Regions from separate parts of the Mustela erminea genome. Here region 1 is linked to region 2. A link is a contact called in public Hi-C data. All regions are on one chromosome and are shown on one strand. The core of a region is the stretch at or near the end of the contact, and the rest is flanking DNA. Distances in the headings are between cores, read along the strand shown.

Region 1 (2,754 bases), core at 247-2,746, 79 kb before region 2:
AGGAAAATAGTTAAAACCTATTTGGTGTGGGAGACATTGATGGCTTCTGTGAGGAAGTGACATTTGACCTTAGAACTAAATAGGGAGAAGGAGGTAGTCAGATGAAAATGAGGGAAGACTCTTTTAGGAAGTAGCAATGCCAAGTGCAAAGAACCTGAGACATCCTTGCCCTTTTGAGGAACAGAGAGAAAGCCAGTGTGTGGGCCACAGTGGAGGAGGGGGAGATTAGTTGGAAAGAAAGGCAGGGAATAGGCCATATGGGGCTCTATAGGTCATGAAAAGGAGTTTGACTAATATTCTAAATCTAATCAGAAGTTACTGGGTGTCTTAAGCTGGGGAATACCCAGATTTAACCAAAAAGTAAAACCATCTCTTCCTGAATAACTTGGCTAAAAAGGATGCTGTGGCTATGGATACTCATGGAGATTAAGCAAAACATGGAAGAAGGGCCTCAATGAAACTTGACCTCACTTAAACACGAGAGGACAAAATGGTGGCTGGGAGTGTTAAAAGGATTAAGGACCATGACTTTTAATAATGAATGAAGAGAAGTATTTTATCTGTTATATATTCAGAAGGAATTCCCATTCAAAATAACTGAAAAAAGGTTAAGTGTCAGCCTTCACCCCAGGTCATGATCTTTGGGTCCTGGATCAAGACCCGCATCAGGCTTCCTGCTCAGCAGGGAGTCTGCTTCTCTCTCTTTCTCCTTTTGCTCCTTCCCACTACTCATTCTGTCTCTCTCTCAAAATCTGTTTGTTTGTTTGTTTGTTTGTTTTGACAGACAGAGATCACAAGTAGGCAGAGAGGCATACAGAGAGAGAGAAAGAGAAGTAGGCTTCCCGCTGAGCAGAGAGCCGGATGTGGGCCTCAATCCCAGGATCCTGGGATCATGACCTGAGCCGAAGGCAGAGGCTTTAACCCACTGAGCCACCCAGGGGCCCCTCTCTCTCAAAATCTTAAAAAACAAAAACAAAAACCCAGATAACTGAAAAAGGTCTTGGGTATGTACAATAATAAACCTTTTAAGACACATATAGGAAATTCACACATCTAGAGCTTGATTTTTACAAAACTCAGACTTCATTATTTATAATATGCTGTGAAATTTTGTTTATAATTTAATCTACTTGAGTCCAAAAAACACAAGAAATGTAAGGAATATGAATAACATTTCAAATAACCCTGTAAGTAGTTTCAAAGTCATGTATGTGCACAGTGTTTTTTGGATATGACAACCCCTCCACTCCAGGACACTGTAATGACGGGGAGGGGGGGACCTCAACCTGGAATGAAAACAGCACAATCCTGTTTCCAAGGGAAGTGCAGTGAGACAGGAAAACAAAAACAAAAATCACCAACTCATCTGGAAGCTCACAAAGACAGAGAAGAGTTTGCACCTATCTCCGGCTGATTTGCCTTGGCCTGTGAATCATTTAACAGGAAAAAAACACAGGACTGACTCAGCTTGAGCAGGCTCTCGTCCCTGCTGAGGTCCTCTTTTGGTGGGGCCCCGGCCACTCCCCTCAGACCTTGCTTCCCTCCTCTTTTCTCACTATAGAGAAACAGGAAGTCATGTTGATTAGTAAGACTGACTGGGATCACACCCAAGGCAATGGCAAATCTTGACTTCTTCTGGGCTTGGGAAGAGGTGGAAGGATCAAGGACAAGCTTCCGGTGAGAGTGAGAGGCAAGACCAGAACTCTGGAAAATCAGCCCACAACCATTGTTGACACAGGCCCCTAGAGTGACCTAGAGCGTGTCTGCCTGCCCGAGATCTCATGAATTTCCACTAACCCTATGGTGAAGCTTTATCCCTTATAAGAGTGAGACAATTGGAGCCTCAACAGGAAAAGGAGCTTGCCCAAGACTACAGGGTGAGCCACGCTGGGATCTCGACCTTCTGACCCCTAGTGAGGGCTGTGCCATTTGTCACGTGTCCTTGGCAGATAGTTCTAACACAGGGAGCCATTGCCCAGGGTGTGGTGTCCTAGGTGCCCTGTTACAAGCCTTTATGCCCCTATGTCTTTCAGTTGTATCTTGTGGCCACCTACATAGCTCCTGTAATGGGATCTTCCCTTGTGGAACATAAATTGAGCTGCATTAAACTTGAAAATAGAGAGAATGAGAAAAGAATGAGAATGAGAAAGAGAGAGAGAGAGACTCATATGTTTCTCACTCCACCCTACTTCACTCTCTTCCCATAGGGAGAAACTACCCAAAGAAGACTATTGCTGTGAGGGGCATAATGAGCTGAATGGGTACTACCCAGTCTGAAAAATCTCAGCGATGTCAATAAGCCACTTGAGACAACAAGGCACCTGTTGTTCTGTCTTCATTCCTTATCAGTCCTTGGCTCGGAGAAGAGGAACTTTCTGGAAAGAGAAGGACCTTTGTGAAATCAAAAGGAGGGGAAGATTTATGAACTCTAGGCTCTGAAACAAACCAGTAACAAACTGTTCCACGGACGGACAGCTTTCTTTTTACCTTTCCTTTCTAACAGCTATTCCTCTCATTGTCAGAGACTTCCAGTATAAGTCACTGTAAGAATCAAATGTAATCCCTTAAGTAAACCTACCACCAGGTAGCTCCACCCATGCCAGAAATTCTCAGTGTAATTCCAACTCAAGTGTTGTGTGTGATCAACCCAGCAGGTAAACCAAGTGACCCTACAGAGGAAATTCATGTGCTCTCCGTGGCTAGGGTTTGCTTAGCACATGGAGATCGTGTTCATTTTCGTCACACCAACCGATT
Region 2 (2,700 bases), core at 198-2,697:
GTCTATGTCCCCACTAGAAATATATGCTCAGTTGAAAGAAGAAGATGCCTGTTTTGTTTCTTTCCTGTACTTAGCGAGGTATCCCGTTCGTGCAGAGCACTCATTACTGAATTACTGAAACCAATTCTGCTAATAAAAAAAGTTCCCGGATCATTTCCACACACTAACACACCCAACATTTCCCTTGACAAAGCTTTTGTTTTGTTCAGTAGCCTTCTGGGGAATCCCCTTTGCCTCAGAGATTATTTTTGGCTATTGATAGTTTGAAATGAACAAAAATTGGTTCCTAAGAAGAATCTTTATTTTCCTACCATTCAGAAAAATAATTTCTCCCTCCTTAAAACAGGCATTTCAATGTATGTTTCTTAGGCATCATGTATGTAGGCTTATAATAGCTCAAATCCCACTGGGACAAATTCCCATCACAACAGATAGTTCTGTCTAATGAACAGATTTTTCATGTCCTCAGCTTGTGGGTTGAGAACTAATTCCAAAATACAAGTCTGTTCTTTAGTCAGTAAATAATGCAGAATTCCATAGTCTTTACTCTGCATGTGACTAAGACTTACCTACCAGTGAAATATTATGGGAAGTATTAAGGTATTTGTAAAATTTGGTATTGACCTTAAGATTGCTCACACAACAGTTTAAATAGGAATCATTTTGTCTTGGGTTGTTTTCCCAGAAAGCAGAGCTTGAAACCACGATTTGTTTGTAAGTAATTTATTAGGGAGTGATTTCAAGAGAGAGTGGGAGAGTGAGACGGGGAAGGAGGGGAAATACATGGGGGGCGTGTTATTGAACTTGCTGCTGTGATCAGTGGGGTCTAGAGTCCCCTGGATCTCTGGAGATCCTTGAAAGTTCATCATCAGCAAGCTACAGGTCTAGTAGACCTTTTCAGTGGCTTTTATCAGAACTCTGTCTTCCAGATACCTGGCTATTTCATTCAAGACTCATTTCTGTGCTGTTTATACTTTCGGAATTACTTCTCTCCTATTTAAAAACCTGATTAATTCCCGATCACTCTATTTGGTCAACTTCTCATTCCTATCTCATCCTTTAAGATTTAGCTCAAGCAGCCCTCCAACTGACCTCTCTCCCTCCCCACCCCCATCCTCATTGTACTCCCCGATCACCTTGATGCCTGATTCCATTTTCATATTTCCTACACTGTCCTGTAAATTTAGGTTACTTCCCTTCTCCTCCAACCATGCTGCTCAAAGGAGCAGAACCTGTTTTTCATTAGCATTTGTTGCCTTAACACAGTACCTGTTCGATAAAATGGATGTGTTTCAGTTTTTCGAGTAGACACCCAAACCCTCAGTGTTGGGTATGACTTCTCACTCAACCCTGTATTTCAGTCTAGCGTGTCTTACATAGTATATGCTTTAAAAATACTTGTGTAATGCTAGGGGAAAGCCCCTAAAATGTCCTTCTGTTTCTGTAAGAAAATGGAGCTATGAACAGATCTCTGACTCAGGTTGCTGAGGTTGCATTTCTATTTCAGAAACTCTGGCTATGAAAACATCAATGACTCAAGTTGATAGAGGTCAGCAGAGAGCGTCTCTCTTGTAAATTTTAAGCCAAATAGTGACTCAAGCTGTTTCAACAAAAATGAGAAAAGAGAAGCCGTGTAGATAATGCATTAGATGAAATGCATGAAATGCATTTGAAATGAAATGAAATTTCAAATGAAATTTAGAAAGGAGAAAAAAAAAACCCAATTTTGAAATTAAGAGACCAGTTTTGAAAGCCTGCCTGAGACTTTTTTCTTACAGTGTACAGAGTGCCCACAAAACAAATGATATGTGTTTGGTGGACCTAAGAGAGTGACCTTGTTGTAAATCACAAAATAGAGTGACTACATTGTATTACATTGACTTTGGGGGGTGGGTTTTTTAAAAAATTAACATATAATGTATTATTTGCCCCAGGGATACCAGTCTGTGAATCATCGTGCTTACACAATTCATAGCAATCACTATAGCACATACCCTCCCAGTGTCCATCACTCAGCCACCCTATCCCTACCTCCTCACCCCTGCAACCCTCAGTTTGTTTCATGAGATTAAGAGTCACTTATGATTTGTCTCCCTCCCGACTCTATCTTGTTTCATTTTTCCTTCCCTACCCCCCAAAACTCTCCACACTGCCTCTCAAATTCCTCATATCAGAGAGATCATATGTTAATTATCTTTCTCTGATTGATTTATTTTGCTCAGCATAATACCCTCTAGTTCCATCCATGTCATTGCAAATGGAAAGATTTCAGGGGTTTTGATGACTGCATAGTATTCCATTATCTATCTATCTATCTATCTTCTTTATCCATTCATCTGTTGACGGACATCTAGGTTCTTTCCATAGTTTTTCTATTATGGACATTGCTGTTATAAACATTCAGATGCACGTGTCCTTTTGGATCACATTTGTATCTTTAAGGTAAATACTCAGTTGTGCAATTGCTGGGTCATAGGGTAGCTCTATTTTCAACTTTTTGAGGAACCTCCATGCTGTTTTCCAGAGTGGCTGTGCCAGCTTGCATTCCCACCAACAGTGTGGGAGGGTTCCCCTTTCTCCACATCCTTGCCAACATTTCTCAGTTTCCTGACTTGTTAATTTTAGACATTCTGACTGGTGTGAGGTGATATCTCATTGTGGTTTTGATTTGTATTTTCCTGATGCCAAGTGATGTGAAGC

Evidence for each region. Hi-C and Micro-C count contacts between places; a contact is called where the count stands out from the background.
Region 1: a Hi-C map of fibroblasts shows a contact between it and region 2, with 2.3 times the contacts expected there. The contact joins two enhancer-like sites. A contact is called at or near these places in 2 of 3 Hi-C or Micro-C datasets (fibroblasts and spleen).

What each region holds. Positions count from the first base shown.
Region 1 is chr12:46,854,918-46,857,671 of mMusErm1.Pri, reverse strand. It overlaps LOC116571073 (a long non-coding RNA gene), which reads left to right. Exons shown (of 6, transcript XR_004277693.1): 6 at 2,225-2,754. Among named protein-coding and RNA genes, the nearest start is that of CDKN2B, 91 kb to the left of the region's middle. Within about 2 kb of position 1,496, the one cell type or tissue checked has open chromatin away from gene starts, as enhancers often do. A contact at or near this core is called in fibroblasts, where this site is marked.
Region 2 is chr12:46,775,613-46,778,312 of mMusErm1.Pri, reverse strand. No RefSeq gene overlaps it. Among named protein-coding and RNA genes, the nearest start is that of DMRTA1, 150 kb to the right of the region's middle. Within about 2 kb of position 1,447, the one cell type or tissue checked has open chromatin away from gene starts, as enhancers often do. A contact at or near this core is called in fibroblasts, where this site is marked.